Linked DNA regions of Sus scrofa: region 2 is linked to region 1. Evidence: chromatin contacts called from public HiChIP or PLAC-seq data. All regions are on one chromosome and are shown on one strand. Each heading gives the region's core, a stretch centred on a gene start, on an enhancer-like site or on the middle of the called end of the contact. The rest is flanking DNA. Distances are from core to core; before and after follow the strand shown.

Region 1 (4,782 bases), core at 1,469-3,968:
CAGCGTTGCTGTGGCTCTGACCTAGGGTGGTGGCTACAGCTCCGATTGGACCCCTAGCCTAGGAACCTCCGTATGCGGAGGGAGCAGCCCAATAAATGGCAAAAAGAAAAAAATAAAATAACACTCTCAATTGCCTTGCTGGAGGTTTGTTTTCACCTCACCTGTAAACTTTAAACCCTGAATTAATCCAACCACCTATTTTCTTCCCCTATGTCTCAAGCAGCCAAATGATTTCCTAAATAATTAACTATCTCATTTCTAATTTTGCAGCATCTCAAACATATCAAAGACATACTGCTTGGCATTCAGCAGGCATTTGATGAATACTTAGAACTTACTCTTCTAAAATTACTTTTGAACACCCTGTGGTCCAGCCAAATTTCTCTACTTAGTGGTGACACCATGTTTTGTTAATTCCTATCAGTTTTTGCCAGTCTCTTGAAATACTACACTTCAAGATACAGATCAACAGCCAAGTTCTAAGCTCTGTGCAGGCACCATATATTACCTTGTTGGCACTGCAGTCCCAGCAGTGTAGGCCTGCCACAGAAATACTAAATATATTTTGCTAAAGTGTAATTATTACATAACACCACCACATACTGCTTTGTATTATGAATGTGAATACAAGTCTTTGCAGTTCTGTTAAAAGGAGTCAGATGGTTCCTTATTGTGTATTTCATAATATCTTTTTTTAATTTGCATATATCAGTAGTTAGTCGTTTATTACTACTGTGTACTATTCCATTTTAACAACTCTACCACAATTTATCTTGCTTATGGACATTTGGATATTTTTTGGATTGGGTGTTATTATGAATAAAGCAAGCATGAACACTTTTATACAGTGTTTTTCTAGGTATATGCATTCATTTCTCTGGGGTATAAACCTTTAAGTAGTACTGCTGGGACACAGAGCAGGTATGTTTAGTACTAGAGAATGACAAAACAGTTTTCCAGAGGGCTGTACCATTTTATAGTCCTACCAGCAGTGTATGAGAGCTTCAGGGGTTTCATGTTCTCATAACCACTTGGTACTGTCAGTCTTTTAAATAATTTTGGTGTGTGTAGTAGTATTTTCCGGTTTGAATTTGTATTTTCCTGGCAAGTAATGATGTTGAGGATCTTTTCATAGGGTTATTGCTCATTTAGATATCTTCTTTTGAGCAATATCAACCTTTTTTACCCATTTTAAAAATTGGGGAGTTCCCGCCCTGGCACAGTGGTTAACGAATCCGACTAGGAACCATGAGGTTGTGGGTTCGATCCCTGGCCTTGCTCAGTGGGTTAACGATCCGGTGTTGCCCTGAGCTGTGGTGTAGGTTGCAGACGCGGCTCGGATCCCGCGCGCTGTGCCTCTGTCGTAGGCCGGTGGCTACAGCTCTGATTAGACCCCTAGCCTGGGGACCTCCATATGCCGCGCGGGAGCATATGGAGGTCCCTAAGGCAAAAAGGCAAAAAAAAAAAAAAAAATTGGGCTATATGCCATGGGAATATGTGATTATCTATTATGGATACTAGTCTCTTGTCAGATGGTCTCCTGTCCTCCCAGCGTCTTTAATTAGCAAGTGCTCAATAACTACCCATTCAACGACTAAGTGAGGACCATTCAATGCAAAGAGGCTAAGGATTGGGATGCAGGATTACCCTTCAGAGTGAAATAACTTTAAGAGTCTTTTAAGGCAAGTATTTTTGCAAAGAGAAATGAACTTCTCATATCAAAGTTAAAAGTTAATCATACACTAATACACTTTTAAGAGTTGAAAAAGATCACGTAAAGAAACCGCAGAAGTGGAGGCTGTGGTCCTTTATATGCCAATTTTACCCTTCCTATTTAAACTAGAGACCACAGCTGGAGAAGCAAATACAAAAGCTATCAGGAGTCAGTAACTGATGTGTGGAGTAACTATAAAGTTCCTCTAGCACCAATCTAAACTCAGGGGTAAAAAAGCTTAGGAAACCAACACTAAGGCATATATTAAAAGATAAATATATACATTTTTTTACAGCCCCCCCCCCATTCCGGCCTGTAACCAGACGATAGGACTGCCGGGGGCACTGGTGGGGGGAGATACCGCCCCGGGCAAGGACACAGCAGGTGGGGCCAGTTCCCCGGCCATTCCCAAGACCTTGAAGGGACACTGGGTCAGATGCCAGCTTCGCTTCCTTTCAGTCACCGCTACCGCCCTCCTTCCGATTGGCTGATCTGCTACAACACGGATAACACTAGTCGCCGATTGGCCACGCTATTGCCAAGGCAGCCAAGGCTGCAGACTCCTAAGAGGCTAACGAGGTCCTAGTGGAGTGCAGTCTAGGGACTTTGGAGCAGCGACGGGCCTACCTGGGAAGATGCACTCTCGCGGCCTGACTCGATTCTCGGCTCCAGTGCCCGGCTCAATGCCCGACCCAACGAGCTCAAGGTCCAATTCTCACACACACCCCAGGGGCGCCGCTGCAGGCCCTATCTAGGGCCGTGGTCACGGCGCAGATTCCGCCACCGCCTTTCCTCCTCAGCGCCGTTGCTATCCTCAGCACCACCCCTACCGCCCATGGCGCGGAAAAGCGACCGAATCGCCTTACCTGAACGACCCTGCTGGCAGACGCCATCTTACTGCCCATCATGACCCCCGAGGAGGGGCAGCTTCCGGAGCACTAGCTAGCAGCGGCTATATCAGGAGTCCTGGGCGGCTGGGGGCGGGCCCTGCAAGTGACGTCACTGAGGAGGAGCGGGCGCTCGAGCCGGACCCGCCTCCACGTTGGAGCTAGCTCCACCCCTTTGTGCCTGCCCCCGCCCTTCCTCCTTCCCGCGTAGAAACTGATCCACGTGTTTTCCATTGTTTCGTTTTGCCGCTGGAGGTTTGCGGTGTTGGATATATTTTGCTCATCAGCCAGTGAGTGATTTAGGAACAGTTCCTCTGCGGATAGCCAGTTTCCAATTTCAGTATAGTCCAAAATTTAATCTGAAACCAAGTAAGTAATATAAATTCTTGTGGCTTCCTAAAATGAACAATCTTGGGAGTTCCCGTCGTGGTTAACGAATCCAACTAAGAACCATGAGGTTTCAGGTTCGATTCCTGGCCTTGCTTAGTGGGTTAAGGATCCGGCGTTGCCGTGGCGCTGGCGTAGGCTGGCGTAGGTCCCTAGCCTGGGATAGGAGAGGCCCTAAAAAGGTAAAAAGACAAAAAAATAAAAATAAAATAAAATGAACAATCTTGTTAAAATTTAGGAATAAGTAGCAAGCTCAGAAAGAGTGGTCAGTTCCAGGTCTGTAGTAGGCCACCTCTTATTCCTTTGCTTATTAGCATTGCCTGATTTGGTATTCTGCTTGCTTTCTCTACCGTTAGTTCTGATATTAAACTGCTGCTTGCTTCAAATTTAAGAAAATTCAAAAGTTCAAGTTTTTCTTTTTGAAGCATGAGCCATCCATATCATTCCCCCAAGTTATATTAAATTGTAAGGTAAATATTAGTACTTACAATGTTAAAAAATTAACACGCAATATGTTGCAACCACTTAACCTTGTAGCTAATGTAAACTTACATTATTGTAAATAGAGTGACAAATTTGTTTAATGATCTAGATTAGTGGTTTCTAAATCTAGAAGTTACTGAGCCTAAATATGGGTCCTTCTGATTCAGTATGTCTATGGAGGAGAGCAGAAATCTTTTTTTCTTTCTATGCTGCACCCAAAGCATGAGGAGGTTCCTGTGTCAATGATCAAATCCAAGCAGCCTCTGTGACCTATGCCACAACTGCAGCAACGCCAGATCCTTAACTGCCTGTGCCACAGCAGAGAGCTCCCAGAAATCTATTTTTAAAAAAGCTTTCAAGCGTTCTCTTGTGGCACAGGTTAAGGATTCAGGTGTTGTTACTGCTGCAGCTTGGGTCAATGCTGTGGCATGCGTTCGATCTCTGGCCCAAGGAACTGCCACATGCTTTGGGCTTATCCAAAAAAAAAAAAAACTTTCAAAGCTTGTTTTAGGAGTACATATTCTAAAACCAGATAGTTGTGGCTTAGCGGTGAGTTGTGGTGTAGGTTGCAGACTCCACTGGGATCCTGCATTGCTGTGGTGTAGGCTGGCAGCTGCAGCTCTAATTCATATGCGAAGGGTGTGACCCTAAAAAAGACAAAAAAAAGAAAAAGAATCCAACATGGTATCTGAGAGGATTCGGCTTTGATCTCTGTCCTTGCTCAGTGGGTTAAGGATCCAGCATTGCTGTGAGCTGTGGCATAGGTCACTGATGCAGCCTGCATCCTGCATTACTGTGTCTGTGGCAAGGATGGCAGCTGCAGCTCCAGTTCAGCCCCTAGCCTGGGAACTTTCATATGTCACAGATGTGGCCATAAAAAGCAAAAAATAAAATCAGATTGATAAAGTGGCTAAATGGGCAAAGCACATGAACAGGCAGATTACAGAGAAGAAATACAGGAGTTCCCTGGTAGCTCAGCGGGTTAAGGACCCAGCATTGTCACTGCCGTGGCACAGGCAGTTAAGGATCTGGCCTGGGAACTTCCATGTGCCATGGGTACAGCCAACCTCCCCCCAAAAAAATACAGAAAAGAAATACAAATTGCCCCTTAAAATATTAAAATATTTTATATTTTAAAATATATTTTATAATATTAAAATATCAGGAGTTCCCGTCCTGGCTCAGTGGTTAACGAATCCAACTAGGAACCATGAGGTTGCGGGTTCAATCCCTGGCCTTGCTCAGTGGGTTAAGGATCCGGCGTTGCCGTGAGCTGTGGTGTAAGTCATAGACACGGCTCTGATCCCGCGT
Region 2 (4,782 bases), core at 1,630-4,129, 92 kb before region 1:
TCGTGGCGCAGTGGTTAACGAATCTGACTAGGAACCATGAGGTTTCGGGTTCTATCCCTGATCCCTGGCCTTGTTCAGTGGGTTAAGGATCCAGCATTGCCGTGAGCTGTGGTGTAGGTCACCTGATTAGACCCCTAGCCTGGGAACCTCCATAGGCCACAGGAGTGGCCCCAGAAAAGGCAAAAAGACAAAAAAAAAAAAAAAAGACAAAAAAAAAAAAAAAGAAAGAAAATTCAAAAGGAGCAAAAGGACAGTGCCTGGCTTACTATTAGGTCAATTTAGGATCTTTAAACTTTATAACAGTGCAAAAGCGATACACATTTAGTAGATCCCATACCTTGAATTTTGATCTTTTCCTGGGCTAGTGATAGGCAGCTTGATAACGTGATGCTGGGCAGAGCAGGGAGCTGCAGATCCCAGTCAGACACATGATCACGATAGTAAACAACTGATGTGCTTACAGCCATTCTGTTTCTCACTTTCAGTACACTACTTAATAAATAACATGAGATACTCAATAATTTTTTATAAAATAGGCTTTGCATTAAGATAATTTTGCCCAGTGGAAGGCTCATGTAAATATTCTGAGCAAGTTTAAAGTAGGCTAGGCTAAGCTGTGATGTTTAGTAAGTTAAGTGTATTACATGCACTTTCAACTTAGGGTATTTTCAACTTATGATGTTTTTATGAGGATGTAGCTCCATCATAAGTCAAGGTTTATACTGGAATGTAGGTTTCCCTTTCAAGCCATCATGCTAGATCTCCTCCCTTTAGGAAAAAAATGTTACTGGTTTCCTGTGTATCTTTCTGAGATGTCATGCCTTCAAAGCATATGTGTATGTACATAATTTTTTAAGCCACATGATAACATACATTGCAAACTTTCTCATTTAATATATTTTGGATACCATACCATCTTGTTATTCTTTATTTGATTTGCTATTCTTTGATTAAGATACAATTCACATATCATAAAATTCATCATTTTAAAGTGTATATAATCTGTTGGTTTTTATCATATTCACAAGATTGTGCAACATCCCATTCTGTAACGTTTTCATTACCCCACCCAAAAGAAGTCCTCTACCTGTTGGCAGGCATTTTTCATTCTTCCCTTCCCCTAGCCCCTTGCTATCACTAATCTACTTTGTCTCTATAGATTTGCATATTCCAGACATCTTCATATAAATGGGATCATACAATATGTGTTCTTTTGTGTCTCGCTTCTTTCACTTAGCACAGTGTTTTCAATGCCATCCAAGTTGTAGACTTAGGGGTATCTTGTTCCTTTATATGGTTGAATAATATTCCGCTGTGTGGCTATTCCACATTTTGTTTATCCATTCTATCAGTGGCACGGTTGGGTGGCATCTACTTTGGACAATATGAATTGCAGACATTTGAGTACAGATTTTCGTATGGATATAATGTTTTCAGTTCTCTTGGATATAGCTAAGAGGGGAATTGCTGGATCATATTACAAGTGAGTTTAACATTTTCAGGAAATGCCAAACTGTATTCCAAAGTCGTTGCATAACTTTACCTTCTCATCATCCCTGTACTCGGGATCTAATTTCTCCATATCCTTGACAACAACAGCCATCCTGAAGATGTAGTCGTATTTCATTTTGGTTTTGATAAGGTTTGCAAAGAATTCCATTAAGGATGTAGTTTATTGAGTCCCCTACTGATGGACATTTAAATTGTTTCCAGCTTTTTGTTTTTAATTTTATGAGAATGATAAGAAAGGATAACATATATTACTATGTGCCAGGCACTCTTTTAAACACATTTCAAAAGTGGTGAACTCTGAATTCATATGACTACTACCTGAGGTGTAGGTATTATTATTATTTCCATTATAGGTGATGGAACCAAGCTTCATAGGGTTAAATGATTTACTCAGAATCACAACTAGGAAGTATCAGAGTCAGGATTCCAACTTAGCAGGCTCTTACCCATTAAATTGTGCTGCCTAATGCATATTTAACTTTGCACATGCAAGTTTATTGAGTAAATTCCTGGAAGATAAACTGTATGCAAGCATAACCTTTACAAGTTTCATTTAAATAAACTTGCCTATCATGTATATGTAAGACTTCATGCAAATCACTGTTGAGGGGAAGGCCTCCCAAGATAAATTCTTGCCCTCCAGATGATCTTAGTCAAGTATACAAAGAGGATAAAATGGACACTTTGAACAAACAGATTGTGATGCATGCCCCATTGGAGATTCTAACAAAATGAGAGAATAACCTACAATGAGTAGCAGAAAAGGATAAATGATGTAGGATGCAGGGCATTGAAAGATGGGCATGAGGCAGAAAAGAAAGATGACTCAGACTAGTAGGATAATACCACTGTGTTTTTACCCAGTACTACCTGGGGTTAAATCACATACATTCTAAGGACAATTACTACTTCATAGCGCTATTGTGAGGACTAAATCAACAACAGTGCTTGTCACACACTAAGCACCACTTATGTGTTCATTATTGTTTTTAGTAATATGAATGGCTGTTTTGAAGACAATATTCTTTTCACTACTGGGACTCACTAAATTCTCTTGCTTATCAAGCTACTGCTAATAATTATCCTACTGCTAACACTGCTCATAATAAGCTTTTCTTTCAACAGAAGGTATATAGTGGGATCTAACAGAGAGCTATATACATTATGGGAATCTTAAAAAATATTAATATACTAATTTCAGTCCTAGGTTGTCAAGGGAACTCCCCAGTATATCATTTTGATGTTTGAGCCTATGTGTTGAAAACATATGACTGTGCCTTGTACTCCTAACAGGTGGAACCGTTCTCACCTTTCTAAGAGTCTGCCTCCCAGGTTATCATCCTCAATTTGGCTTGAATAAAATTCCCTTTTTCCCTTCCCTTCACTGTTAACTGAATTTTCGTCGACATTAGTTTATTTCTAAAGTGAGTAATCATTAAATCCTGCCAAGTTTTTTGACCACTATGAAATGCCTTCAATTATTTCAAGAGATGTCGGCTATTAGGAAATAATACCCACATCACTGCACCAGGTGATGAAGCTAATGACCCAGCACGTTTTGGGTGGGGTTAGAGGGAGATGGGGCCCTTCCCGTGAAACCCACAAGCGCGGGAGGCCCGAATAGCAGCTTTCCAGGTCCAGTTTCGCCTTCGCCCCAGCAGTTCCTTGGCCCACAAGGCGCCCTCATTGCTCAGCGCTGAGAGCCTGCCTTTCAAGGCCCGCAGCCCCCGCTGAGCCATAGCTCAGCTCTATCCTTCTCTTACGCGACTCCGAGATGCTTCATGTTGGAACCAACTAATTTTACCTTCTTTGAGCCGCACACTCGGCCTCCTATTTCTCCAGGTCTCCAACTATATTTGTAATTCGGTTGTGCGCAGCTGGGTAAGTTATGCGCGTCCACGTTGTGCAGCGCTACCAGCCCGACACGAACCAGGTGAGCTCGGGCCGTGGCCCGGTGGTAGTTGGCGGATCTAAAGTCCGGCCGCGCCCGCCTTTCCGGTAGTGGCCGCGCAGGTCGGTCACGTGGCTGGAAGAGCGGCGGCGCGCGCGGCCTGGAGGGTCGGTGCTCGGTGAGCGCGCTAAGGGGACGGGGGGGAGGGGCGGCACGAGGCGGCGGGGGGGTCCTGCTCCTGGAGCCGGATCGGGACTCGCACAGCCTCCGAGGAGGCTGGGGAGGGTGCGCGGCCAGACCTCGGGGCGGGGCCTTGCAGATTCGGAAAAGCACAGCGGAGAGTGGGCGAGCTGGCAAACTGGCTCCTTCTTCGCCGAATGCTACTTTAGTGGCCTCACCTGATATTGCAGAAATAAGAAATAGATTTGAAAGACTTTGTTTCTACCTCTTCTCCCCTCCTCCTATGTTATTTTTTTTCTAGTTTTTTTTTTTCTACCAATTTTAAGCCTTAAAGCTATAGCGCACAAAATGCCGTGTGGTATCCTGGATTGGAACCTGGAACGGAAAAACGGCATCAGTAGAAAAACTGGGGAAATCCTGATAAAATATGTGGTTTGGTTAAGTGCGTGTATCAATGTTAATTTTTTATTTTTGATAAATGTACCCTAATGTTGCACTACAGGAATTTGGGTCGGGGGTATACAGGAGTTCACTGTACTATCTTTGCGACTTACTGTAAATCTAAAGTTATTTTAATATAAAAGTTGAAACGAAATCCTACAGCGATATGTAGCAGGCCAGTGTTTACAGAAAAGAAAGGGCTGAAATTAGTTCCTTTTTACCAAGCCTGACAGGAATTAGGTCTCTGTTTGATCAACTTGTTTGCTAAGGAAAGGGTTGGCCGGCTAGTGGGTGTGGATGCTTCTAGTTCAAGTTTTCTGGGCAGGAATCTCTTCTCTTTCAAGTTCATCCATCAGATGTCTTTGAAACACCTGCTGTGCACAGTCATTGAGACACATGTATTGCCTGCACTAGGGGCGTGTACAATAAAAACACAAGTCAGGTAGGAAGTAAGGACTATGAGAAGGGTACAACACAGGAGTTTCGCTGGAGCGAAACGGGATCGGTGGTGTCTCGGGAGCACTAGGACCCAGGTTTGCTCCCTGGCCCAGCGCAGTGGGTTAAGGATCTGGTGTTGCACCTGTGGCTCAGATCTGATCCCTGGCCCTGGGAACTCCACCTGCCCATGGAGCAGCCATAAGGTATGACACAGAGCTAGAAGGATTCAAAGGTACGAGAAAGCACTGCTGGTCCAGGAGAGTTTGTCATGAACTGAGGGAGGCCTGAGAGAAGAAAGCCATTCCAGAGTGGCTCCAGCA

Evidence for each region. HiChIP or PLAC-seq counts read pairs in DNA pulled down with a chosen protein or histone mark.
Region 2: a contact with region 1 is called in an H3K27ac HiChIP or PLAC-seq map of skeletal muscle. The contact joins the promoter of CCDC125 here to the promoter of MRPS36 in region 1. A contact is called at or near these places in 5 of 47 Hi-C or Micro-C datasets (brain, heart right ventricle, liver and 1 more) and 2 of 2 datasets of contacts at active chromatin or transcription factors (alveolar macrophages and skeletal muscle).

The regions. Positions count from the first base shown.
Region 1 is chr16:47,384,348-47,389,129 of Sscrofa11.1, reverse strand. MRPS36 (28S ribosomal protein S36, mitochondrial) reads right to left here and starts at 2,718. Exons shown (of 4, transcript XM_003134022.5): 1 at 2,581-2,718. The coding sequence starts at 2,622. It overlaps LOC102160395 (a long non-coding RNA gene), which reads left to right and starts at 2,784. Exons shown (of 4, transcript XR_308458.3): 1 at 2,784-2,970.
Region 2 is chr16:47,476,686-47,481,467 of Sscrofa11.1, reverse strand. It overlaps CCDC125 (coiled-coil domain-containing protein 125), which reads left to right and starts at 2,879. Exons shown (of 12, transcript XM_013984842.2): 1 at 2,879-3,393. AK6 (adenylate kinase isoenzyme 6) reads left to right here. Exons shown (of 5, transcript XM_003134021.5): 5 at 1-912.